3 separate regions of the Mus musculus genome follow, and regions 2 and 3 are each linked to region 1. Evidence: chromatin contacts called from public HiChIP or PLAC-seq and promoter capture Hi-C data. All regions are on one chromosome and are shown on one strand. The core of a region is the stretch at or near the end of the contact, and the rest is flanking DNA. Distances in the headings are between cores, read along the strand shown. Region 1 holds the start of Daam1 (dishevelled associated activator of morphogenesis 1). Region 2 holds the start of Gpr135 (G protein-coupled receptor 135). Region 3 has its middle 29 kb from the start of Gm40440.

Evidence for each region. Promoter capture Hi-C pulls out the DNA fragments that hold promoters and counts their contacts. HiChIP or PLAC-seq counts read pairs in DNA pulled down with a chosen protein or histone mark.
Region 2: a contact with region 1 is called in a promoter capture Hi-C map of liver, with 2.9 times the contacts expected there. The contact joins the promoter of Gpr135 here to the promoter of Daam1 in region 1. A contact is called at or near these places in 11 of 39 promoter capture datasets (the HPC-7 cell line, the SN4741 cell line, cranial neural crest and 6 more), 2 of 15 datasets of contacts at CTCF or cohesin (the NIH/3T3 cell line and large pre-B cells), 18 of 484 Hi-C or Micro-C datasets (the C2C12 cell line, CD8 T cells, the N1E-115 cell line and 11 more), 25 of 115 datasets of contacts at active chromatin or transcription factors (the 230-238 cell line, bone marrow-derived macrophages, craniofacial prominence and 14 more) and 4 of 9 other capture datasets (adipose tissue, embryonic stem cells, liver and 1 more).
Region 3: an H3K27ac HiChIP or PLAC-seq map of embryonic stem cells shows a contact between it and region 1, with 2.8 times the contacts expected there. The contact joins the enhancer-like site here to the promoter of Daam1 in region 1. A contact is called at or near these places in 6 of 39 promoter capture datasets (the HPC-7 cell line, cranial neural crest, embryonic stem cells and 2 more), 1 of 15 datasets of contacts at CTCF or cohesin (large pre-B cells), 5 of 484 Hi-C or Micro-C datasets (bone marrow-derived macrophages, embryonic fibroblasts, embryonic stem cells and 2 more), 22 of 115 datasets of contacts at active chromatin or transcription factors (the 230-238 cell line, bone marrow-derived macrophages, cardiomyocytes and 12 more) and 4 of 9 other capture datasets (adipose tissue, embryonic stem cells, liver and 1 more).

What each region holds. Positions count from the first base shown.
Region 1 is chr12:71,829,701-71,832,555 of GRCm38.p6, reverse strand. Daam1 (dishevelled associated activator of morphogenesis 1) reads right to left here and starts at 1,488. Exons shown (of 26, transcript NM_026102.3): 1 at 1,225-1,488.
Region 2 is chr12:72,069,588-72,072,442 of GRCm38.p6, reverse strand. It overlaps Gpr135 (G protein-coupled receptor 135), which reads left to right and starts at 1,342. Exons shown (of 1, transcript NM_181752.2): 1 at 1,342-2,855. The coding sequence starts at 1,452. The coding sequence ends at 2,825. It overlaps Gm3225 (predicted gene 3225), which reads right to left and starts at 1,269. Exons shown (of 2, transcript NR_168042.1): 1 at 1,023-1,269; 2 at 428-555. It also overlaps a transcript of L3hypdh not described here.
Region 3 is chr12:72,010,113-72,012,967 of GRCm38.p6, reverse strand. No RefSeq gene overlaps it. Among named protein-coding and RNA genes, the nearest start is that of Gm40440, 29 kb to the left of the region's middle. Within about 2 kb of position 1,402, at least 5 of the 459 cell types and tissues checked have an H3K27ac peak or open chromatin away from gene starts, as enhancers often do. A contact at or near this core is called in embryonic stem cells, where this site is marked.

The DNA.
Region 1 (2,855 bases), core at 239-2,738:
ACATTTGACCACACCCCCCCGACCACACCCTCCCAGCTGCCCGCAGAGCCACAACGAATTGAAACAGCAGTGCGAGCTGTTAAGATTCCAAAGGCAGAAGTCGCCATGGCAACCGGATTCGTCTTGCAGGCAAACTATGCTTCAATTCACTAGGTCCGGCTCAAATCTCAAGAAACTACCAATTCAATGGGGGCAAAACGGTCACGGGCAGCATTTGCTCTGGATGCTCTCCCAACATTGACGGTGGAGGAGAGAGACTGAGAGGAGGAATCTATTTCTGAGCACAGTAAAACATTTTATGGGGAGGGGACAGAACGTCCCAAACCTTGATTGTAAGCAACGTGCAAAGGACCGTAGAAGGGTTTGATGAATGTGAGTAAATGAACGAATGGAGCTGACGCAAAAAGGGAAAAGAAAAGCCAGAAGACTTTCGAGTTGTCCAGCCGGGCCGGGTCCGGTCGGGTCGGGCCCGGCCTCGCCTCGCCCTGCTCTCCTCTCTAGTCAGAAGACAAGCCAATCCCAAACAGCTGGTTTGGGCACCAGTTAGATAAACCCGATTATCCAGCCCTCCTGCCCCCACAGCGAACCTTATCATTAGGTTATCCACCACCCCATCACCACCATGGTTCTAAGGAGAGCGTTTAGCCCACGCCCAGGTGCCCTTTGCAGGGCTCCATTTGGCAGAGCCAAGACTGCGATACGCCCCTCGAAGCAGGACGCGGGGAACCCCATCCAGTCCCCCGGAGACGCAGCCTCCCCGCGCCGCAGCTAGCCGCCGGCTCGCGGCCTCCGCAATGCCAGGTTTCCTTCTTCTCTCTGCACACAGTAAACTCGGAGACTGCCTGGATTAGTCAGCCCCTCCGTTTTGAGTATGACTTGACCCGAAGGTGATAGGAATGGTAGGGGAATCGCGGTCACGGCCATGCCCACGGATCTTACAGAGCCAGCGGCCCAGGAGCGCCGCCCGCTGCCGCAGCTCCCTCAGCCCTGGCCCCGGGGAGCCTGTGGCCGGGAAGAAGAGAGATGTACCCGGCCGGCTCCACGGCCACCGAGCGCCTCGGAAAGAAAGAAGGGAGGGACCCCATCCTCGGGGATGCCTTCCTTCAGGCTCGCCTCGCTCCGAGCCGTGCTGCAGCCATTTTCCAAAGCCTAGATTGGCAGCTCGTAGCTGTCTCGGTCCTGTTCCCACCCAAACCCAACCTGAAGGACGAGTTTAATATTTACCTACTGGCCCCGGAGCTCCGGGAAGCAGCAGGAGGGCGCGCCGCGACAGCGCGAAGAACCAGCACGCCCACCCCGCGCCACGGTGCGGTGCCGCTAATGAATGAGTGCGGCGGGCGAGCCGAGGAGTCCCCTCACCTGAGCAGCCGCTGCATGCTGGAAAGGCCGCTCTGCGCTCCCGGTACAATGGGATCCGGTTAAACAGTTCCCTTCACAGCCGCTCGTAGGTTACCAACTCGCAGGTGACATCACCCTCGTCTCCTCTGATAGGACACAAGGTGGCACCCACTGCGCATGGACGCTTTGACTCGCCTTTAGGATTCTGGATGTTGTAGTCCTAGTCCTACAGACAGAGCCGAAACAGTCTCTCCATCCTCACGCTCAGGAACTACATTTACCGAGGTGCATCTCTGTCCCTCTGTGCCAGCCCCCTCCCCGCCCCCCAGACCCGCCCCCTCCCCGCCCTCCAGTTTAGCAGAACCAGTGGTGGTCAGTCAGAAGCCTAGGGGCATAATGTTTGGGGAAGAGGGCGAGGCACCCAGCGGCCGTGCCCTTTGACTTGACCTCTGATCCTGCCAGCGGGTAGGCTGCAGGACCAAGGGGCGTCCTGAACTCGCGCACACCCGCCAGGCACTTCTGTTCGGTTGGGCTCTCCTGCCCCCATCTGGGAAGGGTCCATAAAAGCCTTTCTCTTCCTTCCCTGCTCAAAACCACTAATTCATAGGACTCCAGGGGTTCTGGGTTGAATACTGAATCAGTATTTCCTCACATCCCCAAGGATCAAACAACGCCAGCCGCGGAAAAAAAGGAATCTCCTTGAACCACACTTTGGGTTAGTTCACCTTCCTCCTCTCTTTCCTTTTTTCCCTTTTAAACCAAGACCGAGTCGAGTGGTCAAGAAGAAAGCTGGGGACAACTTAGTTGGCTAACCTGAGAAAAACCGGCGGCTGTCACTAATGAAAATGCTGTGTAATAGAAGACAGAGACAGTCACCACAATCCTGCGTCTGAAAGCCTGCTGCTGTGGAGATAAAACTATCGAACAGCCATGCTTTTGTTCATCCCTTTAGGGACTTCCCGCTCTGGTGGCTCTCAGCTCCTCCGAAGATAACATGCATATCTCAAAGTTTTAGTTAATTACTCATATATAAAATTTTAAAATCCACAACACTCCCTCCACCCTTGTTCCCCGCACATTTCCTTTCAAAAATATAAAAATTTTAAGACCTTTAAGCAAACAGTACCCTTCAAGGATTGCCCCCGATCTTCAGACACTTTTATGTGTATTCAAGTGTTAGCAAAGGGTGTGAAGTGAAATTCTGACCCTTCTGGAAGATTTTGGTTTTAATACATAAAAGTTTTCGGTTTCATGATCTCATTCAATAACACCAAAGGTGAGAAACTTAAATAGAGGGAACAAATGTCCAAGTGTGTGTGTGTGTGTTTGGGGGTGGGGGGGGCTGTATTCATTCCACTCTCAATGGCACTGCTGTGATCAGCTCACACGCCCTCTTCCACCAGCAAAATTAAGATTTTGCTTCTCAGGAAATGAAGACTGACAATTAAAATTTCCAACTACTCTTCACCTAATTGCTGGTGGAATATCACATCACTACTTATCTTCCCTTTTCTGCT
Region 2 (2,855 bases), core at 93-2,592, 240 kb before region 1:
ACTAACTTCCAGGCAGCTTAAAGCCAACACCCATAGTGACTCAGTTCCTCCAACAAGGCCACACCTCCAAATAGTGCCATTCCCTGGGCCAAGCATATTCGAACTACCACACCTCCATAACATTCAGTCTCCACAGTACAGCACATAAATGCTGTCCCGTGAAAACCTTACACATCTCCCATTTACCACCTCCCACACCACTTGCATGGAGCCTGGAATTCAGACACTGTCACCTTCAGGGTTAACCTCTTGCCACCACGTTTGCATTCACTGTATCTCTTCTTCCTTCTCCTCCTCTGCTCCCCACCCCCACCCGGACCCCAATAGTCCAATGTGGTTTGGCATAAAAAGTTTTTATCTACTCCTCTAGCAACGATCTCCATTGAATTTCCTATTAAAATAAAACACTCATCTTGTAATGTATTTGTGTTTTCCTAAGACTTAAAGTCTTATGGGGCAGGGTCTTTTATTTGCTGTTTATTTGGGTTGTTGCAGCTGCTGCCATCCAATGGTGGATACAAAAATACTGTCAATCATCCTCGAATGGAACAGCCCCTACCAACAAAGAACACAAACGTGATGATCTAGCCCAGACGCTGTAAGGCTGATTCTGAGAAACCTTTAAATGCACTTAACTAGTTACCATCCAAAGCCCCGGCCCTTGAACAGTAATGACATCTTCCTTCCTAGATCCACATTCCAGTCCTTGAGAACACCTGTTCAGAAACAGGCTTAAGCGGGAAGCCCAACCTCAGGAATGTTCAATGTGAGCAAGGAGTCTACTGAAACAAATTTGTTCCAGCAGTGATTTTCCAAATGTGGCCCTTGGATCATCATCATCCTCACTATCAATATGAATTCTTGGTACTCATCCCAGAGCTACATTGTCTGAAACTGAGATTAGAACCTAGTCGCTTGTAGCATGACTGATTCTGTTGCCCACTCAAAATGCAGAGGTACTAGAATACCCCACCCCTACCATGTTCAAGATCTCCAGGTGTGGACTCTTTTTCCTTTCCTACCTGTGGAGGCCAGAGACGCCCACAGCAGCATCCCCTCCCCACCAGGGCATCTGTGCTGGACAGGAAGGAGCAAGAGCGCCTCAGCTGAATCTGCCATTCGTTTGCGGGGTGGTCTGGCTTTCTCCGGCCTGCCGGGGTGCCAGAGGTGAACCATGCCTTCTCTCAGACTAGCAGACCCGTGGCTTGGTCACCCTCAGGCTGGGAAAGGAGATAAGGTGGGCCGGCTCTCCTGGGGTACACCGCTAGCGTCCCGCCCCGCGTTCCTGCGTAAATAGGCGGTTCCCTCGGCAACGCCTAGAACCCACGTCAAGGTTCCACCAGTCCCGAGTGGTGACCGAGTCCCACCCACTCCCCGCAGCTGCCGTTCTGGTCCGCACAACCTTTCACCCTGCTGCGGGATGAGCAGAGCGGCGGCCTGCGTGGAACCCCATGGAGGAGCAGGCGCGGCCGCCTGGCCGCCCGGCCGCGAGTGCAACCTTGCAGGGTAGCGCGCATCCGGGAGGGGCGGCTTCCACGGCCACTGCAGCCGCGCTGTCGTTCAGCTCCGTAGCCACGGTAACGCTGGGAAACCAAAGCGATGCGGGCAGGCCGGAGGCAGCGGGGTCTCGGGGACCCGCACCGCTGCTATGGCACGGGGCAGCGGTGGCCGCCCAGGCGCTCGTGCTCCTGCTCATCTTCTTGCTGTCTAGCCTGGGCAACTGCGCGGTGATGGGGGTGATCGTGAAGCATCGGCAGCTGCGCACGGTCACAAACGCCTTCATCCTGTCGCTGTCCCTGTCGGACCTGCTCACTGCGCTGCTCTGCCTACCCGCCGCCTTCCTCGATCTATTCGCGCCTCCCGGAGACTCTGGGCCCTGGCGCAGCTTCTGCGCAGCCAGCCGCTTCTTCAGTTCGTGTTTCGGAATCGTATCCACGTTCAGCGTGGCGCTCATCTCGCTGGACCGCTACTGCGCCATCGTGCGGCCGCCGCGGGACAAGCTGGGCCGGCGGCGCGCGCTGCAGCTGCTGGCAGGAGCGTGGTTGGCTGCGCTGGGCTTCTCCCTGCCCTGGGACCTGCTCAGGGCACCCCGGGAGCCCCCCGCTCCGCAGAGCTTCCACCGCTGCCTTTACAGAACCTCCCCAGACCCTGCGCAGCTGGGCGTCGCCTACAGCGTGGGACTGGTGGTGGCTTGCTACTTGCTGCCCTTCCTACTGATGTGTTTCTGCCGCTACCACATCTGCAAGACCGTGCGCCTGTCGGACGTGCGCGTGCGGCCGATGACCACTTACGCGCGCGTGCTGCGCTTCTTCAGCGAGGTGCGCACAGCCACCACCGTGCTCATCATGATTATCTTTGTCATGTGCTGCTGGGGTCCCTACTGCTTCCTGGTGCTGCTGGCCGCGACCCGGCAGGGTCAGGCCACGCAGGCTCCCTCGCTGCTCAATGTGGCGGCTGTTTGGCTGACCTGGGCCAATGGGGCTATCAACCCGGTCATATATGCCATCCGCAACCCCAACATTTCCATGCTCCTAGGACGCAACCGCGAAGAAGGGTACAGGACTAGAAACATGGATGCTTTTTTGCCTAGCCAAGGCCTAGGTTTTCAAGCCAGAAGTCGCAATCGCCTTCGAAATGGCTGTGCCAACAGGCTTGGGGCTTGCAGCAGGATGCCTTCTTCCAACCCAGCTAGTGGGTCAGGAGGGGAAGTGGTCATGTGGGCTCGAAAAAATCCAGTTGTGCTCTTCTTCCGAGAGGGTCCACCGGACTCAGTTATGGAAGTCGGCAAACTGCATAATTCTGAAACCAGGGACAGCAGCATTTAAGAAGGGCAGGGGTGGACAGCTTGTACATTT
Region 3 (2,855 bases), core at 153-2,652, 180 kb before region 1:
TACACACATACACATGCACACACACGCATCTACATTTATACACATGTACATGCATACACACATGCGCATGCACACACACATATACACACATGTACACACACAATACATGTACATACACAATACACATACACACATGCACGCATGCACACATACACACATACACACATACACATACACACACACATGAGGGGATATAAAGGGCTTTAGACAAAACTGAACTGGCCTGGCACATTATGATAAAGATGCTCAATAATATATGAAAAGAAAAAGACACTAACAGAAGACACTGGGCAAGCCTCTAGTGTAGAGACTAGACTAGCAGGTTTGCTAGACTGCACCCTGTCCAAGGGACAAAGGACCTTAACTAAAGGCCCACCATGGAGCTGGCAAGGGTTCCTCCTTCAAATTCACCTCATTGTAAAAAAGTCCTGTTTGTTCTCCTTCTTTTGATTTTGTTGCTTTCTAATTAAATTGATTTTGTTTAGATTTATTCTTTTATGTTATATGTATGTTTTGCTGATGTGTGCGTATGCACACTACATGTGTGTCCAATGCCCTCTGAGTTCAGAAGATGGCATCAGATCCTCTGGAGTTACAGCTGTGATACACCATGAGAGGGTGCTAGAAACCAAATCTGAGACCCGTGAGAGAGCACCAAGAATTCTTAAACACGGAGCCATCTCTCCACCCCGTTTTCTAGTTTTTGAGGTAAACTGTTAGTTCTCTCTTATCCAGTTCTCTTTTTAAGAAACAGGCACGGACAAACGCACCCTTCACAGGAGTAAGTTCTGACCACATTCTTTGGGTACTGGAGATATTTTAACCCAGGGTCATCTTATATATTGTTATTTTGAAATGATCCAAATGACATAGCTACTGACAACCATGTCAATTACGCCAATTAAAAGTTTTGACTCCTTTATTTAATGGCCAGACCAAGAGAGTCTTTTGGAGCCCACGTTCAGGGTACAGTGTTTTCAAGCACACAGCTCTAACTACATCAGTGCACATGCGGGCAGGAAGGTATATTAGAGAGAGTTGCCTAGTAACGTCTGCTTTCTTGCAAGGCCAAGCAGAATCTTCCAGACCCTATAGAATGTCTAGACCATGGCCAAGGTCATGGACAGTTCTAGAAATGTCACCAAGGTGAATATGGCTGTTGGGAGTGAAAGGCCTGAGAAGAGCTGCCCAGCCCGGTGTGGCCCCGTTGGGGACAGAGTGACATAGTTCCTGTACCTAGGACAGGGCCCTGGTTTGAGCCCCCACAACTGTTAATGGCTGTTGTGGGCATAAGGCTTGTTTCTGTAATAATGTACATATTTCACATTCCTCAAAGGAATGCCCTCCCTGTTAACTTTAAAGACTCCATGACAATTAGAACCAGCAGGAGTCCAGGAGTCAAGGGTGTGGCTAATGTCTCAGCAAAACACTAGGTAAACACTAGGACCTTCAGGACAGCCCTTAAGGCTATGGGAAAGAGCTCTAGATACATGAGATCAATATATATATAAAACTTCTCAACTGTGCAAAATAGAAGGATGCGATATGAAATATTATGGTCTTCATGAATCTAAAGGAACAGAGGCTGCTATACTATGGTCCTACCCAACTAGTTTATTGTCTGTGCTTAACAAAGGCAGACAGATCTCAGAATTCTTTTGCAATGTTAAGAAAAAAATGTCGGGCTGGTGAGATGGCTCAGTGGGTAAGAGCACCCGACAGCTCTTCCAAAGGTCCTGAGTTCAAATCCCAGCAACCACATGGTGGCTCACAACCATCCGTAACAAAATCTGATGCCCTCTTCTGGAGTGTCTGAAGACAGTTACAGTATATATATATATATATATATATATATATATATATATATATATAGAGAGAGAGAGAGAGAGAGAGAGAGAGAGAGAGAGAGAGAGTCTGATTACAGTCTCGAAAGAATCAAAAGACTGTGGCCAGCAGTAACTGATTCAACGATAATCAAAAGGCAACCTGAAGCAAATGACTGGATTGATATGTAAAATAAGAGACTGGTCTTAGGAGCTGAGATGAGCTATCCAGAGATTTTCTTAGGAAAAAAAGAAAGAACTGTTTAGAAAATGGACTGACTCTCTCTCTCTCTCTCTCTCTCTCTCTCTCTCTCTCTCTCTCTCACACACACACACACACACACACGCGCGCACACACACACACACACACACAAGCAAGCAAGCAGGGCATAGACAGAGAGATCTCTTAGAATAACAAGCAGAACACAGGTCATCAGCTTGGACCCACAATGTGACTTCAAGTCCTTCTTTTTGCCACTCTCAGACATCCCTTCTCTCAGAATCCTTCTCGAGCCTAGGCTGGTCCTTGGCATGTGACCAGATGGGCAAAATAACATCAGGACATGATGGCAATTACCTTAGGCATTTCAGTTTTATAAATGCAAATGGCCAGATTTAGCAAATAAAACACAACCCCCCCCAGTTAAATTAGAATTTTGAGTAGATGGCGTGTAAAATTTTAAGAATGTGGTAAATGTTGCACATGAAACAGCCTGAAAAATGTTTCCTTTCTACCTGGAGTTAAAATTTAACAAAGACCATGTATAGCTGGGTGGGGTGGCTCAGTACCTAACGGTATTTACTGCCATGCTTTTCAAACAACCTGAGTTTGATCCCTGGAACCTATATGGTAGAAGGAGAGAGCTGACTTCAGCAAGTTGTCCTCTGACCTCCACAGGTGTACACACACATAAATAAATAAATAAATAAATAAATAAATAAATACTTAAGTCAATAAATGTAAAAATAACTTGAAGAACTAAACAAATATCTTATATTTTATCACCAATCCTATAAAAATAGATCTAAATG